2 separate regions of the Mus musculus genome follow, and region 1 is linked to region 2. Evidence: chromatin contacts called from public promoter capture Hi-C data. All regions are on one chromosome and are shown on one strand. The core of a region is the stretch at or near the end of the contact, and the rest is flanking DNA. Distances in the headings are between cores, read along the strand shown. Region 1 overlaps Helz (helicase with zinc finger domain). Region 2 overlaps Psmd12 (proteasome (prosome, macropain) 26S subunit, non-ATPase, 12).

Evidence for each region. Capture Hi-C pulls out chosen DNA fragments and counts their contacts.
Region 1: a promoter capture Hi-C map of pancreatic islet shows a contact between it and region 2. The contact joins two enhancer-like sites. A contact is called at or near these places in 1 of 39 promoter capture datasets (the C10 cell line), 2 of 484 Hi-C or Micro-C datasets (LSK cells and common lymphoid progenitors), 2 of 115 datasets of contacts at active chromatin or transcription factors (embryonic stem cells and extraembryonic endoderm stem cells) and 3 of 9 other capture datasets (adipose tissue, embryonic stem cells and pancreatic islet).

The regions. Positions count from the first base shown.
Region 1 is chr11:107,674,102-107,678,731 of GRCm38.p6, forward strand. All of the region lies in intron 31 of Helz (helicase with zinc finger domain), which reads left to right. Among named protein-coding and RNA genes, the nearest start is that of Mir6932, 39 kb to the left of the region's middle. Within about 2 kb of position 2,195, at least 28 of the 459 cell types and tissues checked have an H3K27ac peak or open chromatin away from gene starts, as enhancers often do. A contact at or near this core is called in pancreatic islet, where this site is marked.
Region 2 is chr11:107,481,971-107,486,752 of GRCm38.p6, forward strand. It overlaps Psmd12 (proteasome (prosome, macropain) 26S subunit, non-ATPase, 12), which reads left to right. Exons shown (of 11, transcript NM_025894.2): 2 at 3,580-3,639; 3 at 3,738-3,866; 4 at 4,444-4,551. Among named protein-coding and RNA genes, the nearest start is that of Psmd12, 4.8 kb to the left of the region's middle. Within about 2 kb of position 1,946, at least 12 of the 459 cell types and tissues checked have an H3K27ac peak or open chromatin away from gene starts, as enhancers often do. A contact at or near this core is called in pancreatic islet, where this site is marked.

The sequences.
Region 1 (4,630 bases), core at 945-3,444, 190 kb after region 2:
GGATCTCAGTGTGAGTTTGAGATGGCCTTGAAGCAGAAATTGTCCTTCTGAGCTCCGGGATTACAGGCTTGAGCCACCACAGCTGGCTGACATGTTCTGATGTAATCTTCCAGGGAGTCAAAGCAAACCCTAGTTCTGTGAGGACGAGGCCTCCTCTGCCCCCCGCAGACAGGGCTTACTTTCAAGGCTGCCACAGGGCTGAAGAACAGAGAGTACGACCTTTACCACAGAACGTGTTGTTTTTATGAAATAAATTCTCTGGTTTTTCTTGACTAAATATTCTCATTGAAGCTGCAAGCTTTTAGTTTCTTAGCTCAAAGAGTTGTTTGATGCATTTGAGTGTTGTTTGTTTTTTTAAAGATTTATTTATTTACGATATGTAAGTACACTGTAGTTGTCTTCAGACACACCAGAAGAGGGCATCAGATCTTGTTATGGATGGTTGTAAGCCACCATGTGGTTGCTGGGATTTGAACTCAGGACCTTTGGAAGAGCAGTCAGTGTTCTTAACCGCTGAGCCATCTCTCCAGCCCCCGTGTTTGTTGTTTTTAAGGAGAAGGACTGAGCTGCTTTCCCAGTCCCAAGTGTGGCCACACCTCTCTTGCTGGGTGCATACCTAACACCGGTGTGAGGACCATGTCCCAGTTCTCATGGGCGTCACAGTGTATATTTTGCAAGTAACTCTTCATACTGAGTAAATCTGCTTGAATCACTGATCTTCTTAAGTTGTCCATGGTTTTGGAGTTTAAGTTCTTTATTCTCTGATGTTTTCAGCGATGGTCTCTTTGTGTCACTGTGAGTATATAAATAGGTGTCTTCATTTGTCACTGACTTCGTTCACTTTGCAAAAACACTTGGTCATCTTGCTTCTTACACTGGGTTCGTGAGCGATGACTAAGTTGCAGCAATTGAAGAAATTCTTTGACAGGCCAAACATTATTTTTACCACATTGTGGATTTTTGACATTTTCAATGTATTAGGGTAATTTCTGTGTGTTCAAAGTGATTTTGCATGAATCATCTCCCACAGTGAATGGCATATGCTCTCACTGTTTATTTCCAACCATTTAAAGCAATTTCTTTAACTTTAACAATTCAAAGAAAGTTGTTTTTTTTTCCCCTACTGTGGATTCTTTTGTTGCCAGAAACCTTGGCAGATTAATCTCAGGGGATGAAAGTGCTCACCCTAACCGCTTACCTTGAGTGCAGATTTGTCCTTGTCCCTGCACTAGTTGGAGCCCCACCGCTAACTAGACCTAGCGTTCTTGTCAAACAACAGAGTCTTCACCTAGCGTTGCGTTGTGCTCCTGTTTCAGTGAAGAGCAAATGCAGTCCGCAGAGCTCTGGTCTTAGCTGGCTGCCTCCCAGGGCTCGGGATGTGGTGACTTTTGGGTGCCGTTGAAAGTTTTCCCAGGCTGGAGACATGGCTAGTGTTAAGGGCACTTACTGCTCTTACAGAGGACCAGGGTCCCAGCACCCACTGTGGCTCACAACTGCCTACAACTCCAGCCCCAGAGGACCAGACGCCCTCCCGGCCTCTGCAGGCTCCTGCATGCACATAGAGCACATGTGTTCATGCAGGCTTACACATACATGTACACAGAACGATTGCTCTTGAAGGCTGATTTTGATATGTGTGAAAATGTTCATTTTGCATGATGACTGATAGTCTCACCTCTGAGGAAGCCACTCTCCAGGGTATCCTGTAGTGAAGTCACTTTCCGGACTTGGTGCTTGTTTTCCTCCTGCAGTCTCTGTTCTGTACCCGAGTGACACTCTCAATTCAGACGAGGCTTAATGCTGTGACTGTGAACCTGGAGGTAGTGTGACGTCCCTCTTCCTCTTCCTGTTTCTATATTGTGTGGAAGAGGAGGCGAGACTGTTTTAAGACTTTCCTACTAGAAGTTTAGAATATCATTGTCAATTCTTTCTCTTCCTTATATACCTCTAAAACCTCCTTTAGATTTCTATTTGAAGTATATTAAACGTATAGCTTAAATTGGAAGGACTTTTTCCCTGAAGTGCTTTGGGTTGCTCCTTTAGGGAACAGTGTGCTCTCCCATGTGTTGGTTGTTCTCCCTCTCTCCGCTCTCGACCGTTCGTTTTGTGTGTTTCTCTTTAAAATCTTCCGTGTTGTCAGTTCTGGTTCCTTGGGATGCTGTTTTGTCTCATGCTCTGCTCATTGTTGTAGTGCAAGCTTCTCCCATTATACCTCCCAGGCGTTTCATTGTGAAAACAAATCCTCATTCTCCTTAAGTGGCCGTAGATTTGTCAAGTTAAGAACTTCCGTTTCCCGCAGCCTGGCAGTGCTGACACTGGCACAAAGCGCGCTTCTCCGTCTCAGATGCGCTTCACTCTGAAATAGTCTGATTAAAGAAATAAATGGAGAAAATGAAAAATCCTCTTCAGATTGTCACTGTACCAATAAGAACTGGTTTCTGAAATTGCACATTTTTGTTTGCAGTGATGATATTATCATAGCAGCCTCCTTAGAGAATTGGCTCCCTCCCGGCTAGGGGTGTGGCTGGTAGTGGAGAGACTGCTCACTCAGTCTTCTGGTCCCGGGGAGGGGCGGGGGGTGGGGGGTGGGGAGGTGGGGGGGTGGCACAGCGGTGCTCCCGGCTGCTCATTCTGGTTGGTGGTCAGTCAGTCAGCGTTAAAGAGGACTGTGCCTCTGTTGTGGCCCTGCCTTGGAATACTTCCTGTTTTAGGTCCCGGCTGTTGAACAGTTTGCTTATTTTCATGTTTCTCTCTAGCACCTGTGGTTTCGGCATTAGTTAGTTTGGATTTCACTGTGTTCTCCAGCCATGCTTGCTCCTGAGTTCCCCTTCAGAGCCAAGTGTTATGCTGGAGGGCTGTCATCCTGACCAAGGGCTGGGAGATTTCACCTCTCCTCCCTGTAGATGTACATATTGATGGCTTGTGATTTGTGTTGTGTAACCAGCTGGAGATAATTGTCTTCTTACCTCAGTAAAAGGTGGTGCCTGAAAAACCTCCTAGAACAAGACATAGTCATCAACAGATCAGTAAGCTAGAGCGCTCTTCGTGCCTAATTGTCAAAGCTAATCACTGAGATGAGCCATTGGGCCTTAATTAAAGCCCCTGGCACCATAATGTGAGCTGGGATCCCACTAGAGCACTCAGTCTTACCTTGGTGATTGGCCTTGGGGCATAATTATAAATATAGAAGTTTTTATTACTATGCTAACCTTTCCTCCAGTCATTTATTTATATGCATTCATATGAAAGAATTTGCTGACCTTAACATTACAGATAGGTCTTAGACTAGTAAGCAAGCTGGGAATTTTACTTAAATTGCCAACTATATTAATATAAATTTGTACACAAATTTAGTAACTTTCTTACGTATAGTTCATATTAACTATAGTTCACACATTCATGTTTTTGAAATATTAGTATTACAGCTTAGTATTTATAAAGAAGTACTAGCCCTAAAATTTTAAAGTAACAATCACGTTTGGTGACATAATGATGTCATAGTTCAACAGGGAGAATTTTTTAAAAAGTGTTTTTATTTTGTGTTTGTGAATGGTTGCCTGTGGGTGTGTGTATGTGTACCATGTGTGTGCCTAGTGCCTAAGGAAGCCACAAGAGGGTGTTGGTTCCCTGGAACTGAGCTGTGAATAGTTGTGAGCTGCAGTGTGGATGCTAGGAACTGAACCCTGTTCTGCAACAGGGTTCCCTGAGAGCACTTATTTTAACCCCTTGTTTACCACTTATTTTAACCCCTTGTTTACCGTCATCATTATTGAGTAGTAGGGATTAAAGCTAGACCCTCATGCATACTAGACCAAGCGCTGCTTCCTGAGCTATAGCTCAGCTGTGTTTTCACTTTAAAATAGAGTCTTACCAAGTCATGCAGGCCAGCCATGGGCTTGGTGTCCATAGCCAAGTTGGACTTGAACTTTCCATCCTCCTGCCTCAGCCTCATGAATAACTGGGGTAACAGACTTGTACCGACAGACCTGGCAATTCATTCTTTTCCTTTTTTTTTTTTTTTATTGCATGTATTTTATTTGTGTGTGTTTGTGTGGGGGTATGGGGGTGAAAGAGAGATTTTAGGTCAGAGGAGAGCCCGCTGGAGTCATCCTCTGTGTTGTCAGGCTGGCCAGCAAGCTTTACACTGAGCCATCTCAGCAGCTCCTGGGAACTTAGTTTTAAAGGAGACTGAGGCACAAAGATGTTGATCTTATCTGGGGTCGTCATTAATGAAGTGGAGGCTCGTGCTTGGCAGGAAAGTGTAGGGGACAAGGAGTAACTACAGCTCTCATGATGCTGGGGCAAAGCACATGTTCCTGGGACAAAGAGTTACATTTTTAGCCATCTAAAATTTCCCCTTGTTGTGGGAGTGGAAGGAGCAATTCTTCCATTCTGGAAATCTATCTCATTCTAACTGCTGAATGTTCGGATTTTCAGATGACGAACTCTGAGCCCTCAAATCTCCGAAATTAACAATAAGCAATTCATTTTCCAGTACTAAGAGCTGAGCGAAAGTTCTCGGATGCTCTTCTTTTGAAAAGCTGAAAATCTTAATTGTGGTCATTTTGATCCTTCAGAGAGAAAGCTCATTGCTCCAAGTTGAAGGTTCTTCTGAATTGTTTCATATCCT
Region 2 (4,782 bases), core at 696-3,195:
TTTCATTTGTGAGCAGACTTAAAGTTCAATGGTTTATCCTTGGGTAATCATGCTCAGGTTCCTAGCAACAAGAAGTCAATTTTTGCTATATCTCATTTCCTGTTTAAAGGGTCATCTGCACTTAATTTCCCTTCAGACATTGTTTGTTTCAAATGTGAAAGAAAATTTGAAGGTGAAATTGTCAGTGCAGACACTTGATACGCATGCGTCAGGTGTAGGGCTCAGCAGTTAGGAGCGTTTGCTGCTCTTCAGAATTCCTGAAATCAGTTTCCAGTACCCTGGTCAGTGGCTCATTCTGGGCTTCAGAACATTTATGGTAACTTTGTATTAGTTCCTCCTTGGGGTTGTTTGTTGACAGATTAACAGATTGCATCTCTTAGTGGTTAATAGAGGCAGACTTAGAGATCCTGAAGATGCCTGGCACTTATGGACATTGAACAGATTCTGTAGACATTACCTCATCTGCAGAGATTTTTCCAAGTGAGAAAAATGAGTCAAATAAGTTACATTTTCTGGCACTCTGGTTTTGGATGGCTGTTACCATCTTACTCCCTTTGAGTTGAAAGGCTGCCTGGAGGAGGTGGCATTTTGGGAGCTGTGAAGAGACAGGAAGGAAGATGATGCATAGTCATTGGGTTAAACGTAGAAAAGTGGGAAGGAGAAGTGAGATGGTTTGAGAACTACTTGTATTTAATGAAGATGATGATGGTAGTGTCCCTCAGACAGGGCTAACATAATAACTTGACAGCCATAACAACTTGTCACATCCTCTTTATTGTGACGCCAAGACTAGTAAGCCAGTTAAGATCATCTGAATAGTTTAACATATGTTGTGTTCAAGTTGGTATGAGGGAAGCTATAAGTAAACAAGGGTCCAGGCCTAAGGAACTCACAGACCACTTGGTAGACCACTCTCTATATTCACCACTATTACATAAGGTATGAAAATTTACCTTCAAGCTAGATGTGGTGGTTTGAATAAGAATGGCCCCCATTGCTGGGCAGTGGTGGCTCATGCCTTTAATCCCAGCACTTGGGAGGCAGAGGCAGGGGGATTTCTGAGTTCAAGGCCAGCTTGGTCTATAGCTTTGGTCTCAAACCAAAAGAAAAGAAAAGAAAAGAAAAGAAAAGAAAAAGAAAAAGAATGGCCTACATAGACGCCTATATTTGAATGCTTAGTTACCAGAGGTTTGAGGGGTTTTTTTTCCCCCCTTTGGTTTTTGGAGACAGGGTTTCTCTGTATAGCCCTGGCTGTCCTGAAATTCACTCTGTAGACCAGGCTAGCCTCGAACTCAGAAATCTGCCTGCCTCTGCCTCCCAAGTGCTGGGACTAAAGGCGTGTGCCACCACAGCCGTCGAGGTTTGAGGTTTTAAAAAGCCCACTCCAAACCCAGAGTGTCAGTGTCTGTCTGACTGTGTGTCTGTCTGTCTCTGCCTCACCCCCACCTGTGGATCAGGATATAGCTCTCACTACTGCTCCAGCACCTGCCTGTGCACTGCCTGCTCCCCACCATTATGATAATGTACCAAACCTCTGAAGCTGTAAGCAAGTCCCTAGTTAAATGCTTTCTCTTAGGAGAGTTGCCTTGGTCATGGTGTCTTTTCATAGCAGTAGAACATGGATTAAGACATAAAGCATGAGACATCTCTCACCTGTGAGCTTGGCATACAGTAAGCCAGGCCAGGATGGCCATTGTAGGTCTGAGGACAGCCTGGGTGTCCGAGTGAGACCCTGTCTCAAAAAGAGCAAAGGTGTCTGTAGAAGCAATAGTATGTGTTTGGCTAATGAAGCTTCACATTGAGCTATCAAGATAAACAGCAATTTCAGAGTGTAAATTTTACTGAGTTACAAAGTAAATATTAGAATATAGTTCAGGGTCATGGCAAAGTAGAGCCTGTATTAAATGAGTCAGTATTAAATGAGGTGCAAAGTGACAGTTTCAGTTCAGAGAGCACTAGCCAAGAGTTCCTTTCTAAGAAGATGGCCTTGGATGTGGTGCTGATCCTGCAGTACATGGACTTGAGCACTACTTCCATGTAGGGTGCAGTTCCTCAGTGTCCACTTCTGAGTTAGTGTGCCGTGATGCCTCTACACTCCACCTGACCACAGAGACAGCACCCAAGGCAGCTGCTAGCTTAGTGAGTAAAGGGTGGTTAACATCCATCCATCTATCTATCTTTCTTTTCTCTCTCTCTCTCTCTCTCTCTCCTTCCTTCCTTCCTTCCTTCTTTCCTATTATTTTCATATGCTATTTTCTATAGAGATTACTTGGACCAGAGCTCAGCCATTTTCAGTTAGGGAGCGACCATGCTGCACTGGTGGGGTTGGAGGGCTGGGATGGAAGGAGCCTGGACTCTGGTTCTGCTGGTGCTTCTGTGGCTGATCAAGTCCCTTAAGCTGTCAGCTGGAGTCTGTAGAATGGGGTGACAGTCAAATTTGCAGCAGACTTCCTAACACTGTTTTTTTTTTTTTTTGTCTTTTGTGATTTACTAGCCTTCTAGATTTGTCCATTGTTCTCCTGGAGGTGAGCATTCAGCTAATGCTATGCATGGATCTACAGGGCTAGCCTCAGACTTGCAGACCTCTCTACGATGTGCCCTTCTCTGCTCTCACCTCTCCTACTCACTTGCTCTCATCGCCCAGCAGGGTGTATTTAGTTTGCATCAGCCGCTCCTTAAAAACATGATTTTCTGGCTAGCTTGTGGGTGTTTTCTTAAAATCATTTCTTCTTTTATTTGTACTTTTCAGAGTCCTACCAGTTAGGAGTTCTGGATAGAACAAGATAAACAGGTATCGCCACTCTGAGTTGATAAATTAGAATCTAAAACAAAGACTCAGTGTTTTCTCAGAGGAAACCTCATTGTAGTTACAGGTTCAGTTTTTCTGAGGTTGTTGGGGCAGGCTGTGGTGGCACACACGGTTAATCCCAGCATTTAGGAGGAGGAGGCAGTTGGATCTTTAAGTTGGAGACCAGTCTGGTCTTCTAGGACAGCCATGGCTACACTGAGAAACCCTATCTCAAAACAAACAAACAAAAAATTTGTAGATCTGGGGGTGTAGCTCAGTTGGTAGAGTGCACGACTCCCATGCAGAGGCTCTTGCTTCTACCCCTAGTACCGTACAGCCAGATGTGGTCATAGACACCCGTGACTATGGAAGCAAGCAAGTAGAAATTCCGAGTCATACTTGGCTACAGCCTGGACTCCATGAGACCTGCCTGTGAATGAGTGAGTGAGTGAGTGAATGAGTGAGTGAGTGTGTAAATGAACAAATGAATAAAAAAGAAGTGTGGGGAGGGGACAAAAAAGAAAAACTTGTAGACTGCTGGAAATGAGGCACAGTGGTAGAGCACTCACACACAGGAGAAAAGAAGCGCAGCGTGTGGGTCCTTGGGAGGAAAGGCCTAACCTAAAGACTGCCTCGGAGGAGCAAGCTTTTCACAGATGGAGAGTTACAGACAAGAGCAGTAATGGCGGACATGTTTCCTTTAGAGTGGATATTGCTTTAACTTTCCCAGATGCTTCGGTCAGTGCTGGGTCTGTTGGTGATACTTATGTTCATTGTTTCTCTTGTTTCAGGAAGGGCGGCTTCAAGAAGTCATCGAAACCCTTCTCTCTCTAGAAAAGCAGACCCGGACTGTAAGTACTGGGTGAGCGGTGCAGACTGCACTTGCAGTGGTTGGTGCAGTGGTTGATTGGTGCTGCCTGTTCACTTACATATATTTTCATCCTTGCAGGCCTCTGACATGGTGTCCACGTCCCGCATCTTGGTTGCAGTAGTGAAAATGTGCTATGAGGCTAAAGAATGGGACTTACTTAATGAAAATATTATGCTTCTGTCAAAACGACGGAGTCAGTTAAAACAAGTGAGTTCCTGATTGCTTTAGAAACACAAAAAACTGGGACTAGACAGGTGGCTCAGTGGGTAAAGGTTCCTGCTGCCAAGCCTCACAGCCTGAGTTCAGTCCCCAAGATCCACACGGTAGAAGGAGGCGCTGACGCCTGCAAGGTATCTTCTGACCTCCACGTGTGGGCTGTGGCACACAAGCTCACACACTTAACAGATAACTACACATTACAATGTTTCAGCTGTTCCCATTTAAATAAGGACCTTTAGGAATCTAATCTCTGAAAGTCATGGAAAATTTGTTTAGCTTCAAATTTTCTAATTGTGTTCTAGAGTTGATTTGAAATTCTACTGGAATGTATCTATGGAATTTCCCTCCCCCAGGCTGGGTATAGTGAGCATTCCTTAATCCCAGCATTAGGTAGGGATGCAAAGGCAGGTGGCTCTCTGGGAATAAGTGGCTAGCCTGGTGTTCATAGAGAGTTCCAGACCAGCCAGAACTCCACAGAGAGATCCTTTCTCAAAAGAAAACTATTTAGTTTCTTTCTGTTTGAAGAATGAATTTCACTTAAGAGTGGTTTATCATATTTTGTTAGGCAGTTGCAAAAATGGTTCAGCAGTGCTGTACTTACGTGGAGGAGATCACAGACCTGCCAGTCAAGCTGCGATTGATTGATACTCTGCGGATGGTTACAGAAGGAAAGGTGAGTTTTCTGCGGGCATGACTTCTTACTGCACTCTGTGAGGGTCAAGTGCTTCTGTATTGCATGTATATATATATCGTGGTTTTTGTTAGTTTGTATGACCGACTGGATGTCTATGCAGCCCCAAATGACCTCAGACTCACTGTGTAGACCATGCTGGCCTCAAACCCCAAGAGATCTGCCTGCCTTTCCTCCCAGGTTCTGAAATGAAAGGTATGTGCCACTATACCC